Regions from separate parts of the Mus musculus genome. Here all the other regions are linked to region 1. A link is a contact called in public promoter capture Hi-C data. All regions are on one chromosome and are shown on one strand. Each heading gives the region's core, a stretch centred on a gene start, on an enhancer-like site or on the middle of the called end of the contact. The rest is flanking DNA. Distances are from core to core; before and after follow the strand shown. Region 1 holds the start of Mtrf1l (mitochondrial translational release factor 1-like). Region 2 holds the start of Shprh (SNF2 histone linker PHD RING helicase). Region 3 holds the start of Fbxo30 (F-box protein 30).

What was found. Promoter capture Hi-C pulls out the DNA fragments that hold promoters and counts their contacts.
Region 2: a promoter capture Hi-C map of pre-B cells shows a contact between it and region 1. The contact joins the promoter of Shprh here to the promoter of Mtrf1l in region 1. A contact is called at or near these places in 2 of 39 promoter capture datasets (liver and pre-B cells) and 7 of 484 Hi-C or Micro-C datasets (CD4 T cells, CD8 T cells, liver and 2 more).
Region 3: a promoter capture Hi-C map of pre-B cells shows a contact between it and region 1. The contact joins the promoter of Fbxo30 here to the promoter of Mtrf1l in region 1. A contact is called at or near these places in 2 of 39 promoter capture datasets (liver and pre-B cells) and 1 of 9 other capture datasets (adipose tissue).

Annotation. Positions count from the first base shown.
Region 1 is chr10:5,822,522-5,826,793 of GRCm38.p6, forward strand. Mtrf1l (mitochondrial translational release factor 1-like) reads right to left here and starts at 1,422. Exons shown (of 7, transcript NM_175374.3): 1 at 1,005-1,422. The coding sequence starts at 1,242. Rgs17 (regulator of G-protein signaling 17) reads right to left here. Exons shown (of 5, transcript NM_019958.4): 5 at 3,142-4,272.
Region 2 is chr10:11,147,794-11,152,454 of GRCm38.p6, forward strand. It overlaps Shprh (SNF2 histone linker PHD RING helicase), which reads left to right and starts at 1,637. Exons shown (of 30, transcript NM_001077707.1): 1 at 1,637-1,793; 2 at 3,820-4,475. The coding sequence starts at 3,858.
Region 3 is chr10:11,278,269-11,282,672 of GRCm38.p6, forward strand. It overlaps Fbxo30 (F-box protein 30), which reads left to right and starts at 3,062. Exons shown (of 3, transcript NM_027968.3): 1 at 3,062-3,232.

The sequences.
Region 1 (4,272 bases), core at 172-2,671:
GTGAGCACTCGTGAACGTGGAGCCAAGAGGTTGATCTCAGTAACCAACCTCAATCCCTCTTCCCACTTTCTTCGAGGCAGGGTCTCTGAATCAAGCCTTAAGTTCCCAAGTGTGTTCTACTCGGCAGACGTCTCTGGAGGCTTTAGGAACGCAGACACTTTGGAATCTCGAGGGAAACATGAATTTCCAGGTCTCGAGTTCTAACCATACAGTGCATCGCTCCTCTTGCACTGCAGTGTGCCAATGCCATACACTCACCTGCGGCTTTAGTTCCTCTGCTGGGACTAGCGAGTCTTTCCTGTGCAGCTGAGCTGCCAGTGTGAGACCCCAACTTACAGAGCATTTCTCCCTGGAAGGTAAAGAAAGCCCCTGGACGTTCCCCAAGCTTGCTTTCCCTGATCTCTAAAAATACAGCCAGAAAGAAGCTCTTTGTTCTCTATAGCCAGCAAAAAGCCTTTTTGTTTCTATACTTTACAACCAGAGATGCCTGCCTTCCTGTGCTGAGGACACGGAGATAAAAATTCAGAAAGAACTCACTACCCACTCCTGCCTTGTAAATTTCACCAAGGACACAGAAAAGAGAAGAACTCTCTTCCCAACTCCTCCCAACTCTTCCCAACTCTCCTCCCAACTCCTCCCAATTCCTCAGCTAGCTGTTAAAAGCCCCCTACTGCCACTGCTTGGGGTCGAACTCCCCTGCCCGGCACCGTCCTCAGCTAGCTGATAATAAAACCTCTTGCAGTTTGCATCAGGTGTGGTTTTCTCTCGGGTCACTGGGGTGCTGGCCAGCTCATCCCGGGACTTGAGCGGAGGCCTAGCTTCGGGGGTCTTACACCAGGAGGGGAGAGGAAGCAACCGAGAACCTTAGTGACTTCAGAGGACTAACTTGGCAGAGCACCTTGTCCAGGGACTGCTCTAGAGAGCCCAATGGAGGATTGTCAGAACCCTAGTGACAAGATCTGGAACGCAGATGGCTTCCGAACCCACTAGAGCGGGTGGCTTACCGTGCAGCAATGACTCCGTGTCCCGCAGCTCCCGCTCCTTCTCGCTCAGCAGTCGGGCGGCCGCGGCCAGCTGGGGGTACCCAGCGTCCAGACCACCGGCCTCCGAGCCCACGCGGCGCTCCAGGAAGGCCCGCAGGGGCCCGCCGCGGGCGAGGAGCTCCTCGGAAGGCGGCGGCGTGCGGCTGAAGGCGCGGCGGGCCCACAGGCGCCGGGCACCGCTCAGAAACCCGCTCCGCATCCTGGCTGGGCCGCCCACCTAGCAGAAAATATACAAACACTCTAGGAAGGTCTCCGATCCAGAAATGTTCTGCCGGAAATGTTACGAGAACTTCCGGCAAAGCGTAGTACAGCCTGGAGGTCCTCTAAAGTCAAAAGGCAAGCGGGCAGGGAGGTCTGGACGCGTTTGCCCCGCCTCCAACCCGAGCGCCGAAGTCTCCGCCCTACCCCAGGGGAGGGGCTCCGGATTCTCAGCTCCTCCTCCAAATGGGACAGGTCTGGGGCCTCAGCCCGCCCCCCTCAGGGCGGAGCTCCACCGTCTCAGCCCCGCCTCCACGGGGGCGTGGAAACCACCCACGCCTGACTCCCACTTCTAGTGGGCGAGCTCTGCTGCCTAGGCGTGACCTTGAGATAGCGAGTGCCTCCAATGCCTCAGCCCCGCCTTGAGACAGAACTTCACCTCCTCAGACCGGCCTCTAGGGAAGAGCTCCAATGCCTCAGCTCCGCTTCCTCGGCCCCGCCCTCCAAAGGAAACTCCAAAAGCGCGGCTCCGCCTCCTCAGCCCTGTTCTCTAGGGAAGGAGCTTTAACGCCTCAGTCCCGCCTTCTCGGGTCGGCTCCTGGAGGAAGCGCTTCCTCCGCCTCGTCTCTCAGGGTGGAGCTCCACCTAGTTCCGCCTACAGGCTGAACTCAGAAGCCTCACCTCCAGACCAACTCTGAAGCCTCGACTCCGCCCTCAGGCCGAGTTTGGCTGCTCCCCAAGACCTGTTCCCCAGCGAGCCAGGCTGGAGTGAACAGCAGGTGTCTGCAGTCTGAAGGTGAAGGTTTGCTTCTCAAGGCTGTGAGACTTAAGGATAGTCAAGCGACCAGCAGGCACAGAGTCCACAGCCACAGAAGTCATCTATCTCCAGTCTCTAAGGCTTAATTATAGGGTGGTCATCTGACATAGGTTCCTTTCAAGGACAGGCATATCCTACTAAACCTCCCAGGGACGCTACAAAATCTGTTTTCCTATCGTCACCCACCACACCAAGCACTAGGTTTCTCCGTTTCCTGCCTCACATTCTGATTCACTCAATCCGACTCTCCATTGCTCTCTCACTTTCTTGCTGTTGCTCCCTCCTCCTCCATATCCAAGTTAAAACTAACAAACTACAACACAATGAAGCATTTTAAAACTTTCCTCATTCTGCTCTGAAGTTGTAACTCTCGGGGAGTACTTGCTTACCTTGCTCAAGGCTGTCTGCAGCCCTGCAATTAAAAAAAGAAAGAGAGAAAAATCAAAGGCCTCCCTCTAGTGGACATCCACCCTCCTGACTACTAACTTATGTATTTGCAATTCAAAAGACTTAACCACTGCCTACCAGAGAAGTGGGTAACAGGATGTGAATAAACCAGACAAGCCACTCCTGAGGATGCAGAATTTGAAGCTTAGTCTACTTGCGAATTCTACTGGATTACTAGCTGTTTTTTGGACCATGGTGGTTCACTGCTGATCAAACTGTTCTCTGTTTAGAATCAAATGGGTACTCTTACCATTAACACTAATCAAAATTACTAATTTCAAGATTATATAAAATGAATTTTGCATCCTATCTAATCAATCCTTAGCATCACATACAAGGGCACTGGCATGAAGAAATGAAGCGGCTCTTCAAGTGATAGCAAGGAGCTCCAGCGCCTCAAATGTCCCTTCCCTTTTGGCACCCAGGTGACACGATATGCAAATGTTTAGCTATAAGATAGAGGTTGAGACCCGTTTTGTTTTGATTCTGACCCGAGTATAGAAAAGAATTGTGGTGTGTTTTCTATCTCTACCAGGAAAAGTTATTTCTAACCCTAAACTCATTTTGAAATAAATGGTGAGGTACTTTGATTTTAGTGTGAGAAATCCCTCCACTGCACTTTTAAGACACCAGCAATTTCAAGAACATATTTTATTTCTTATAAAAAGGTACTCTAATGTTACATAACAATGTGAAGACTCCACCCAGAAGTTGTTATACTCAGATAAGCATTACACCAATAAGCAAACAATAACTTGTCTAAGGATACATGGGAGAATTCTTTATTAGTTCAAAACATGTTAAGAAAATCAGGTAATGCATATGCATTTTACAGTAATACCCATAAATGCCACAATATAGTCAAATGAAAACACCTATTATTTGATTTCCTTTGAAAACTCAGACATATTTAGAGACTTCTGTATTTTCTTACAGTATTGTCATGCTCAAGTCTATTACATGGTAAAAACTGTAGCACTTTCAGGAAGTCTACTATTGTACATAGGGAAATGATGAAATCTGTTCAATGGAAGAAAAACCCAGACAAACTTGAGCTGCAAGGAAAAGAATCTGGAGTATCTATTCAACTATGAGTACCCACAGGTATTTTGGTATTATAAAATAGCCAAGCAGGGCTACTCTTATATTCATGTACTCGGAACCTTTTTGTGGTCCACTAATAAATATATTGATAGAATACAAAATATGGAAATAGATCACTAAATAGAATGAGCATGAAAGTAAGAAATTATACATGTTCAAAATGATGTATTTCACAGAATCAAATTCATTAAAATACTTTTTTTTAGTATTTTGCAAACTCTTTAAAAACACACACAAGAAACACTATGACAAACGGGTTAAAGCTTGAGGAACAACATCAAATTTTCTATACTTCAGCATTGTATACATTGCTCAGGGGATGGTATATAGGAAGGCATTAAACACGAGTAATAAATAACCTCTTGCTAAAATCTTCAAATCCAGCATGTGTGCAGGAACTAGATAAGTATGCAGGGTGCTTCAGGGAAGAGAGAACAGTTGCACTTTTATTAGGTAGATAGCCAAGCTAACACTGCTTCGGACTTATTTCACTTCTTAATCCATTGCATTTTCTTTATAGTATTTATTAGTAATCCTTTAATGGAGCCTAGTATTCATGCTAAGAAATTGGCCAGAGTTGTTTTTATGGGGGGTGGGGTTGGTTGTTTTTCTTGCTCAATGTAAATGCAGGGTCTAGTTCCCTCTAAGACACCTTTGCATGTG
Region 2 (4,661 bases), core at 387-2,886, 5.3 Mb after region 1:
GCACGTCCCCCTTGATGGCAGATTATCTGCTTAATAAGTGTTTTCACCGAATATTTTGAGCTCATTGTTGAGATACACTGCTCAGAAAATTAAAAATATATACATTATTTTCAAATTATTGCTTCTAGGTTAATGTACCTAGTTACCCCAAAGCTTCAGTGCAGGTGTCTAGTGAGATTGATATTCTTTTCATGGCCATGGAGCAAGGAGTCACTTTGGTTGTTACATCTTTTTGTTTAAGAAATACATTCTAGGGAGATAGCGGAGAGTGAGCTCAGAGGTTATGAGATCACTCTTCTCTTGCACAAGATCTGAGTTCAGCTCTGAGCACCCATATTGTGTGGCTCAGCCTTGTCGGATAGAGTAGTGATCTCTTTCTTTGCAAACCAGAACTTGTGTTTATTTTTAACACGTTTCTATAGGTGCCTCCTCTTCTGCCAGCCAGGAGCTTGACTGAGCAGCCATCAGCTTCAAAGCAAATCCTCTATCAAGAGAAAGGTACTGTGCTGAGAATTCAGTCAAAATATTTAAACATTTTGATATTTATACTCTGTTTAGACATGATGTATACTTACTGGACCACAACACAGAAACCAGAAAAAAAAATTAAAATTTTCTTAATTGCAATATTTATCACTATGGACTGGATCCAAGCCTAGCTTAGACATGATACAACACACCTGTATTGTTTCCAAACAAGGCAGCTGAGTTATATGAAAAGTGGGGATTCACGTGTAAGATCTGAGTGTGTCCAATAAGTCGGTTCTCCTGTCTGTACTATCATTAGATTATTTACCATCTACTAGGTGGTAAGACACAGTATTTTCATGAACAGATGTCTCACAACAGGGAATTTCCAGAAAGCCAAATAACAAGCGAACCTTTTCCTCCCCTGGAATTAGCTCTGGTGATTACAAAACAACCAAACAAACAAACAAAAAAAAAAATTACTCCACAGAAAAAAATTCGAAGGACATACAAAGCACTTGGTAAACACACTATTGAAATCCTCAGAGGAGAGACTTTTATGTCTACTGAAGATAGAATTCTCCCTTTGGAAAAGATACTGGGAGGCCTGCTTCAGCATAGCTGTATAATTTTTTTTCTCTTAAAACGTTTAAACATTTAAAGCCTTAGTAATTTTCTTGGCAAGAATAAATTTCTCTCTGGCTTCATTTTTCTCAGTTCCTTTTGAAGACATCGTCTCTGCCTTTTTTTTTTTTTTTTTTTTTTTTCCTTAGCAGATCGAATTCTTTTGGTTTAGTGGATTAATTGTATATTTGTTTGGGTATTATAATTGCTCAGCATCGTGAATTCCGTTTTATGTAACTTTCTGCCTTTTTATGAAAACCACAACTCACATCAAGCCTACCGCTCTGGCAAAGAGCCCCGCCCTCTCTGGCAAGAGGTCCCGCCCCTTCTTTCGGGCCCCGCCCATCCTGCATTTGCTAAAGCCACGGGAGGCGGGGAAAAGAGAGAGGCACAACCACCGCGAGACTTAAACCGTCTTCTACCGGGACCTCAGGGACGGGACATGCGCAGAGGTGCTTTTTGAAGCCAACACCGGAAAGAGGGGCGGAGCGTCCCGACTGGTCCTGCGCGTTCGCCTGGAGCGAGCGCTCCTGCTGGCCTCCTCAGCTGGCGCTGGCGGCTTCCGGCCTGGGTGCCAGGCTTCACCCAGCGTGCAGCGCGCATGCGCAACTCCCGCAGGTGAGTGTGGCGACTGTGGGCCCGGGATCTGCAGCCTGCGAGGAGGGCCGGGCCCGGCGACAGGTGCCTGCAGAGCGGCTGAGGTAGGTGAGGGTGCGTGCGGGCTCTGGGGTTAGAGTCGCGGCGGAGGGAGGCTGGCTCTGCGCGTCAGGGAAACTCCGAGGGCTCCTGCGCAGCTCCGGGATCCGGAGTGATCGGCCCTGCGAGGCCCCGCGGCTCGGCCCCAGCCCGGACGTGGGCCGAGCCCTTCTCGCGTGGGACGGGTGCTTGCTGCCCACGCTTGCGTGCTGAGGCCCTGTCACGAGCTGTCCCTCCGGCTCCTTCTTCGAGGATAACTTGCCTTGCAGGCTGGCGGTGCGTGGGACGACAGGTAGCTGGGAGGGATGCAGAGGCCGCCAAGTTAGGCTGGCAAACTCTCAAGCATTACAGTCGCCTGCAGAAGCGCCCTGGCTCCTGTGCATTGTGTGCACTTTGACGCTGCAGGTAGCGCTAGGTTGGTGAACGAAGATGTTGGTTTCTGGTTAAGGTACCCTGTGGGAGGAACGGTATTGTTTACAGTCTTGCCTTTTCACCGTGGTGCCTTTTAATCCACTTGGCTTGAATTTATCATGGCAAGTCTATGTTTTTCTCCTACGTGTTTGCCTTTGCTCCTGTATTTGCCTAGGTCCCATGATCGCTAACACCACTTTATTCTTTGTCTAAGCTTTTACTCTTTGTCTCAGTTAGGGTTTTACTCCCGTGAATAGACACCATGACCAAGGCAAGTCTTATAAAGGATGACATTTAATTGGCACTGGCTTACAGGTTCTGAGGTTCAGTCCATTGTCATCAAGGTGGGAGCATGGCAGCATCCAGGCAGGCATGGTGCAGAAGATGCTTAGAACTCCACATCTTCATCTGAAGCCTGCTAGCAGAATACTGGCTTCCAGGCAGCTCTTGCAGTCACACACTTACTGCAACAAGGCCACACCTATTCCAATTGGTCCAAACCTTTGAATAGTGATACTCCCTGCCAATCACACTGTTAATCCATAAAACTAGTGTGTGTGTGTGTGTGTGTGTGTGTGTGTGTGTGTTCTTCCCTCCTCTGTATAAGGATCGATCGAAGTTTTGTTAACGCTTTGGGATTGTCAAGCTCATTGGAATTAAAAGAGCAGTGGTGTGGGGTTAAATACAACTAACATGTGAGACAGGCATTTATTTCTGATGTAGTGAGAGGTTTGTCTTCCTAGTTGTTGGCCATCAAGTATAGTATTATAATTTGTCTTCTTTAATGGGATTGTTTCTTAACTGAAAATTTCTACCAAACATGAGTGAAACTGTCACAGCATTTGATACATGAGATCATGGTTAAAGTGTTTCTTACCTGTTAGTTTTGTCCTTGAGGTGACCAATTACCAATCCCTTCTGATGGGAAGACACAGTGGGGTGTTCTTGTTGCAGCAGCTTGGTCACACCTTGTTGCTCACACCTGGGTAGATAAGAAAACAGACAGGATAGGAAACAAGACTGGTCCCCCAGGCTCAGCAACCAGCATCGGACTCCCTACTCCTAGGCCCCATCTCAGTTCTGACATGTAATCTGTGAGGAGCTTTTATAGCCAAAGCACAGCAGCTATTACTTGACTTAAGTCTTCTTATCAATTTACCTATTTTGAAGAGTTCACATTATATAACAGACTTAAGTTTTGTGTAAGGGCTACTGAGGAATGTGCCTAGTATCACAGGGTTATTGTTAAGATAAGGAACTGGGTTAGGATGTGCTTCATGAAATGAGGATATTTTCACTGTGAATGAAAGTCAGAGTCTTGTGTGTGAGAGTCCTAGAAAATATCCAGTAGAGGAGTGAGGCCCAGCCTAGGTTTGTGCACATTAGGGCTGTAAGCCTGAATATTGCAATGTTTATGTTTTTGTTTGGAACTATTTCCTCATAAAAGATATATCACCTCAGTGTTGGTAACCTTCACAGCAGATGTACATTGTTAATTTTCCTGGAGTCTAGATTTGCAGTTAGCCAGAGGCTTTAACCAGACTTGACTGTATGGACTCTATTCTCTTAGTTTTCCTGTCTTTATCCTGCCTCACACCAACTATTCCATTTGTCATTTAGAATTCACATTTACTTATCAAGAAAGTGGAAGCGTGAAAATGAGCAGCCGAAGGAAACGTGCTCCCCCGATGAAGGTCGATGAAGAAAGGCAACAGCAGCTTCACTGGAACATGCATGAGGACCTGAGGAGTGAGCCGCTCACCATGACGGTCGGGGAACAGGCCTGTTCAGATGCAGACTCTTCTTCTGATTGCATCATCATCGATGAAGGCCCTCCTGAGAGTGCACTTCACAGAGATAAGAAGAGGCGTTCAGAGACTGTGAGCGTCTTAGAGGCCACCGAGGAAGAGACCCGTTTGTCTGTGACTTTGAATGTTACAGTTTCTCCCTATCGTGTGGATAATTCTTGGAAAGCATTTCTGGGAGATTTTGCTCTTCAGCTTCTCCCCAAAGAGAGTTTAGTTGAACATTTTTCTGAAAGGACTTTTACATTGAGTCCTTCAGAGTCAAGCAGTCAGTTCCTGATCTATGTTCATTCAGAATGTAAAAATGTAGAGAAACAAGAAAATGTTCTTGAAGGATCAGCCGGTGTTTGTAGCAAGGGAATCCGAGTGGAATCCTCCTTCAGTAGTGACATGTTACAGGATTTGGCCTGGCTACAGAAGAGAAGAGGAATAAAACTCTACCAGAGACCAGACGGCACTCACACAATCAAGGTACTCAGGGTCTGTGGTGTTGTGTAAGGTTCTACACTGGTAATTCATTGATGTTAACTTTGAAAGTCTCAAAACCCAGCAGTAAGCCCCCGTTATTAAGTTTCAAAGAATAACTTTGTATGGGGCTTTAAGTAACTGTAAAACTGTGTCTTCCTGCCAGTCCCAACTAGCCAGGCTGTGCTTCCC
Region 3 (4,404 bases), core at 1,812-4,311, 5.5 Mb after region 1:
TTCTGAAAATTCAAAAACATCAGATGGTGTTCATGTAACTAGCTGAATTTCAGAAGCTTTAATAAGAAAAAAAAAAAACCACCACAACAAAACAGAAGATATGGAGCTACTATTTCCTCTACTGCCATGTGCAACAGAACAACATAGAACAACTAGAACAACATAGTATGCTCTTCTGATGCCAACAGTTTCCTCCGAGTCTACTTGTTACACTATGGCATTTTCTTTGCTACCACTCCAGCAGAGTACAGAAAGGATAAAAATGGAATCGAGTTCATTTATGGGCTGTTAAATTTGGTTTCTCCTGTTTAATGTATATTAATTTGTTTCTGCATGAAAAATTTTCGACCTCCTTACCAAGCACAGTTACTATACAGTTACACAGTTTTAGACAGATGAAAGAATAACTATCAACTCCACCTGAGTCTACCTGTTTATTTCCTCACCCCCAGACTTGAGTACCACCAAACGCTAGTCACCTGAAATGCAACACTTTGCAGGCTGAGCTTGGGAGTGGGGCAGGGTAAAATCATTCATTTATTGAGTGCATACATATTCTGTATGCTAGATACTGTACAGATAAGTTTAATCTTATTAACTAAAAACATGGATCACTGATATATACATATTCTTCTTTAGAATATGGTTTAAGAGGTCTGTGGTTCATATAGACAAAACCTGGATCTTCTATTTTCCACAGGATTCAAATTGCTTTGATTACTTATTTAAAACTACGAAGGTTGACTTGAGGCTATAAAGTTTGTCCTTGGGAGGCTTCTTGTAAATTGCAATTATATTTTTTGTACTTCAAATGAATGTGTATTAGAAACATAATTATACCTGGTGAATATTAGATGCTGGGTATTAATATCTAATACTAATCCCAGTTAGTATTACTATCCCGGTTAGTAATGCCTATTCTCTCATGGCTTCACAGCCGCAAATCTGCCTTTACCCACTCACACTTGTCTCTAGCCAAAGGTGCTTTCCTTAATTAGCACATGACTTAAATTTTACTCTTGACTTTTCCATTGCTTTAGCCTCAGGCTTTCCAAATACAGGCTGGTGGTCTAACTGGGCAAGAAAACCTTTTCAAATTAAAGGTGCTATTAGCCTTGACACTGAATAAATGGAAAAACAATTTGTCAGGATTTGTTTAGCCAATTCAATTTTCTCTGAAAACTCCTATCTCTTATAGTTCAGTCTTGCCTGCAGGCTTTATGACTGTGGTCTTATTTTAGCTAGTTTTGTGTATGTATGTGAAGCCAAGGACCAACCCTAGGTCCATTCCTCAGGAACCATCTAACCTACTTTTTGAGAAAGGGCCCTGGGAAGCACTCATAACCACCACTCCACCTGGCTTTTTACATAGCTGCTGGGGATGGAACTCAGGTTCTCTTGCTTGCTCAGCAAAAACTTTACCAACCTTCCCGTCCCATAGTTTTTATAGCATCCCACCATGAAATTGACCTCTAGAAAAAAAATAGGGTACGTATTCTTCCTAAGCCGATGCAAGACTAATTTAAGAACGTGGTAGGGGGGTTGTGCTCCTCTCTTTAAAGAGAGCAGACAGGTCAAACCTGCTACTGCTTATTTGTTTATTTTAAATTGCCAAAGTACCTGTTGCTTTCTGGGTGGCTAAGCCACATAAATGGTAGTTTTGTTCCACAAGTCTAGCCCAAAGTCCACATATACTTCCGAGGACATCTTTGAAGACCTTTGATTCCTGGTAGTCTCTGGTTGCCACTTATGGAAGAGCAGAGGCTTCTGTTTGCCCTGACTCCTACTCAGCTTGAGGTGGGAGATGACCTAGTGTCAACTAGGTGATTTAGAGAGGCAGAAAGCCCCAAAGTACAATCAATCAGTATGGGAATGTTGAAGCTGTAGAGAGCCTTTGGGATTCCCTGCCGCAGTCCCCTTATTTTGCGGAAGGGGATGTAATGGAAGGATGTGTGACTCAATCGCGACCACCTGTCATGCACAAGCAACTCTCCCACCATTTCATCTGTCTGCTTCACTTTTCTTACCTGGCCCCTTTGGGTCTCACGCTCTGGGCTGACCGAAAAGCGCCTACCTCCTACAGCCAAAGCAGGCAAAAAAAAAAAAAAAAAAAAAAAAAAAAAAAAATACAGCGTCCTAAGCACCCCACATATAAGCACTAAATATTTCAAAAATCTGAATGTCTTCATTAAACCAAACCAAACCCCTGACCTTTACAGTGTGCTCAGTCTTAAGCTCCCCAGGGTTTTGTGTAGTTGTATGAAAGTGCTGGTTTTTAAGGTGAAGGACGGTGACTCTCGTGAGCCACCGTTTCCAACAGCTGGGGAGTAAAACTGCAGTCACCAGAACGGCCACCCAAGGGGGTTTTCTCACCTCCGCCCCTCCGCCAGCCAGGGCCAAGGCTCCTTCACGGTGGCTTTGAGGTGGGAGTTGGCAGGAGGCCTCCAGACGGGGTGGGCGTCGGTGACATCACCGTCCCTCAGCCTCACGCCCGGGCCTGGCGGTAGTAACGGGGACGCCTACACGCGGGGTGTGTAGCCCTGGATGGCCACGGGAAAGCTCCGGCCCTAAGACGTTTCCCAGAAGCCGCGCCGCGCCCTCTGGAGGCCGCGTGGCTCGCCCCACCGAAGCCGCCCGCCGCGGGCTGACGAGCAGCAGAGCCCTTACAAGGGGAAACGGGTCACAGAGCAGAGCGGTCACCGAGTCACAGGGCTCGGGCACGTGAGGTGGTGGCAGTTACCACCGACAACGGGGGCTGACCTATTTCCTGCGAGTGCGCGCTAGGAGGACGGGTCGCGCTCCTGGGCCTGCGTCCTCCACAGTGCCACAGGGGCTCGGAGAGTCCTTCCAAAAACAAACAAAAAGCAAAGGCGCGAAAGGCGGACCCGGCAGGGAGCACCAAGGGAGAGGCTGCCCCGTGGGTTCTCTGCGCTCGGCCTGACCGGCACAGGACAGCGTGCGCATCCTCGCCCGCTGTGCGTGCGCGTGCCCGCTCACCCGCTGCCGGGCCGGGGGGCGGGGCGCAGCGGGGCGGGGCGGGGCGCGCGAGGAGGGCGGTGGCGGTTGGAGGCCGAGGAGAAAAGGCGGCGGTCCGGGCAGGGCGGAGGCGCAGAGGATTGGGACGGGACGGGCCCCGTGCGTGGTCCGGTCCGGTGCGGGGACGCTGCGGAGCCGCCGGGCGCTAAGGCCAGAGAAGCCAGGGTTTGAGCGGCGCTTCGGCCCGCGCGGGCTGGTGAGTGTGGCGAGGCCGCGGGAGGCTGGCGCGGGGACGCGGGCGGGCGGGCGGGCAGCGGCCCGGACGGCGCGGGCCCCGGGGGCGGCGGGGCCGGTGGAGTCGGCGCAGTTCAGAGGCTTCCGTCCGGCTGGCCCCGTCCGGGTCGCGCCCGGCCGCCCGTGTGGCCTGCCCTTGAGGCTCCCGGCAAATGGCGCCCCGACCCCCGGGGACGCGGAACCGGGTGAGACCCCCACCTCCGCCCCCACCCCCACTGAGCGCAGAGGAGCCCCGGGGGACCCCGGAATGCGTGGCTCGCACCCTCTGCCTCGTAGGGACTTGAGGAGTTTGGGCGCAAACGGGTTAAAGGACGGCGAGGCATCTCCAAGTGTCTCCGCGGGATAAGCGAAGTTGGTAACTTTTCCATTCATGGAAGTGAGAGGCGCGGAGGCTTAGCTGTGGCCCTGGTTAAAGCGAGACTTAGGGATCACCCCCCCCCCCCCCAAGTTCCTGGGTTCCAGCTCGTGGAGTCCCAGATTGGAAGCAGGACAGGGAACGCACGGCGGATTCAAAGTCACTCGGGGATTACATTTTAACCTCGACGGAGGCCTGTGTTTGCCGCGTTTCTCCTGCTCCCCTCTCCCTTCTTTGAGTCCCGTGGTAAATCCCGGATAAAATAGATGCTTGGGAAGGAATTGACCTTTTCTTCCATGATTGCTTTGTTGACTGTGATCCAAGATGAAGTTATTTACGGGCATTCTGGTATCAAAGAGGGTTAACGTTTTTAAAACGAAGTCTCAAAAAGTTTCTGAGGTTCTTTTTTTTATTTGTTCCCTGCTAAATTTCAGGCAAAGTAAGTTACATTAACACGCTCTGCACGCTTTTATGTTAGTTTTCCCAAACAATCCTGTGTTGACTGACAAAGAGACAAAGGATACCATGAAGTATCCCTGTTTGATTTTTCTAAAGCATACAGTTTCGTTGAATCACTCTTCTTTATGCTTAGTCACTGTTTCTTGCTGTAGTAGTTTAGTTGAGGACAACATGTTTTGCTAACTTCTTAGATCACCAGTTTATACCCGATACTTAACATAGGGACATAAGCTTTTGTGTGTGTGTGTGTGTGATTCTAGAAATAGTAGGTGTTTTATGAATGATATAAGAAAACTGGAACTCTAATATTTCTGAATGTT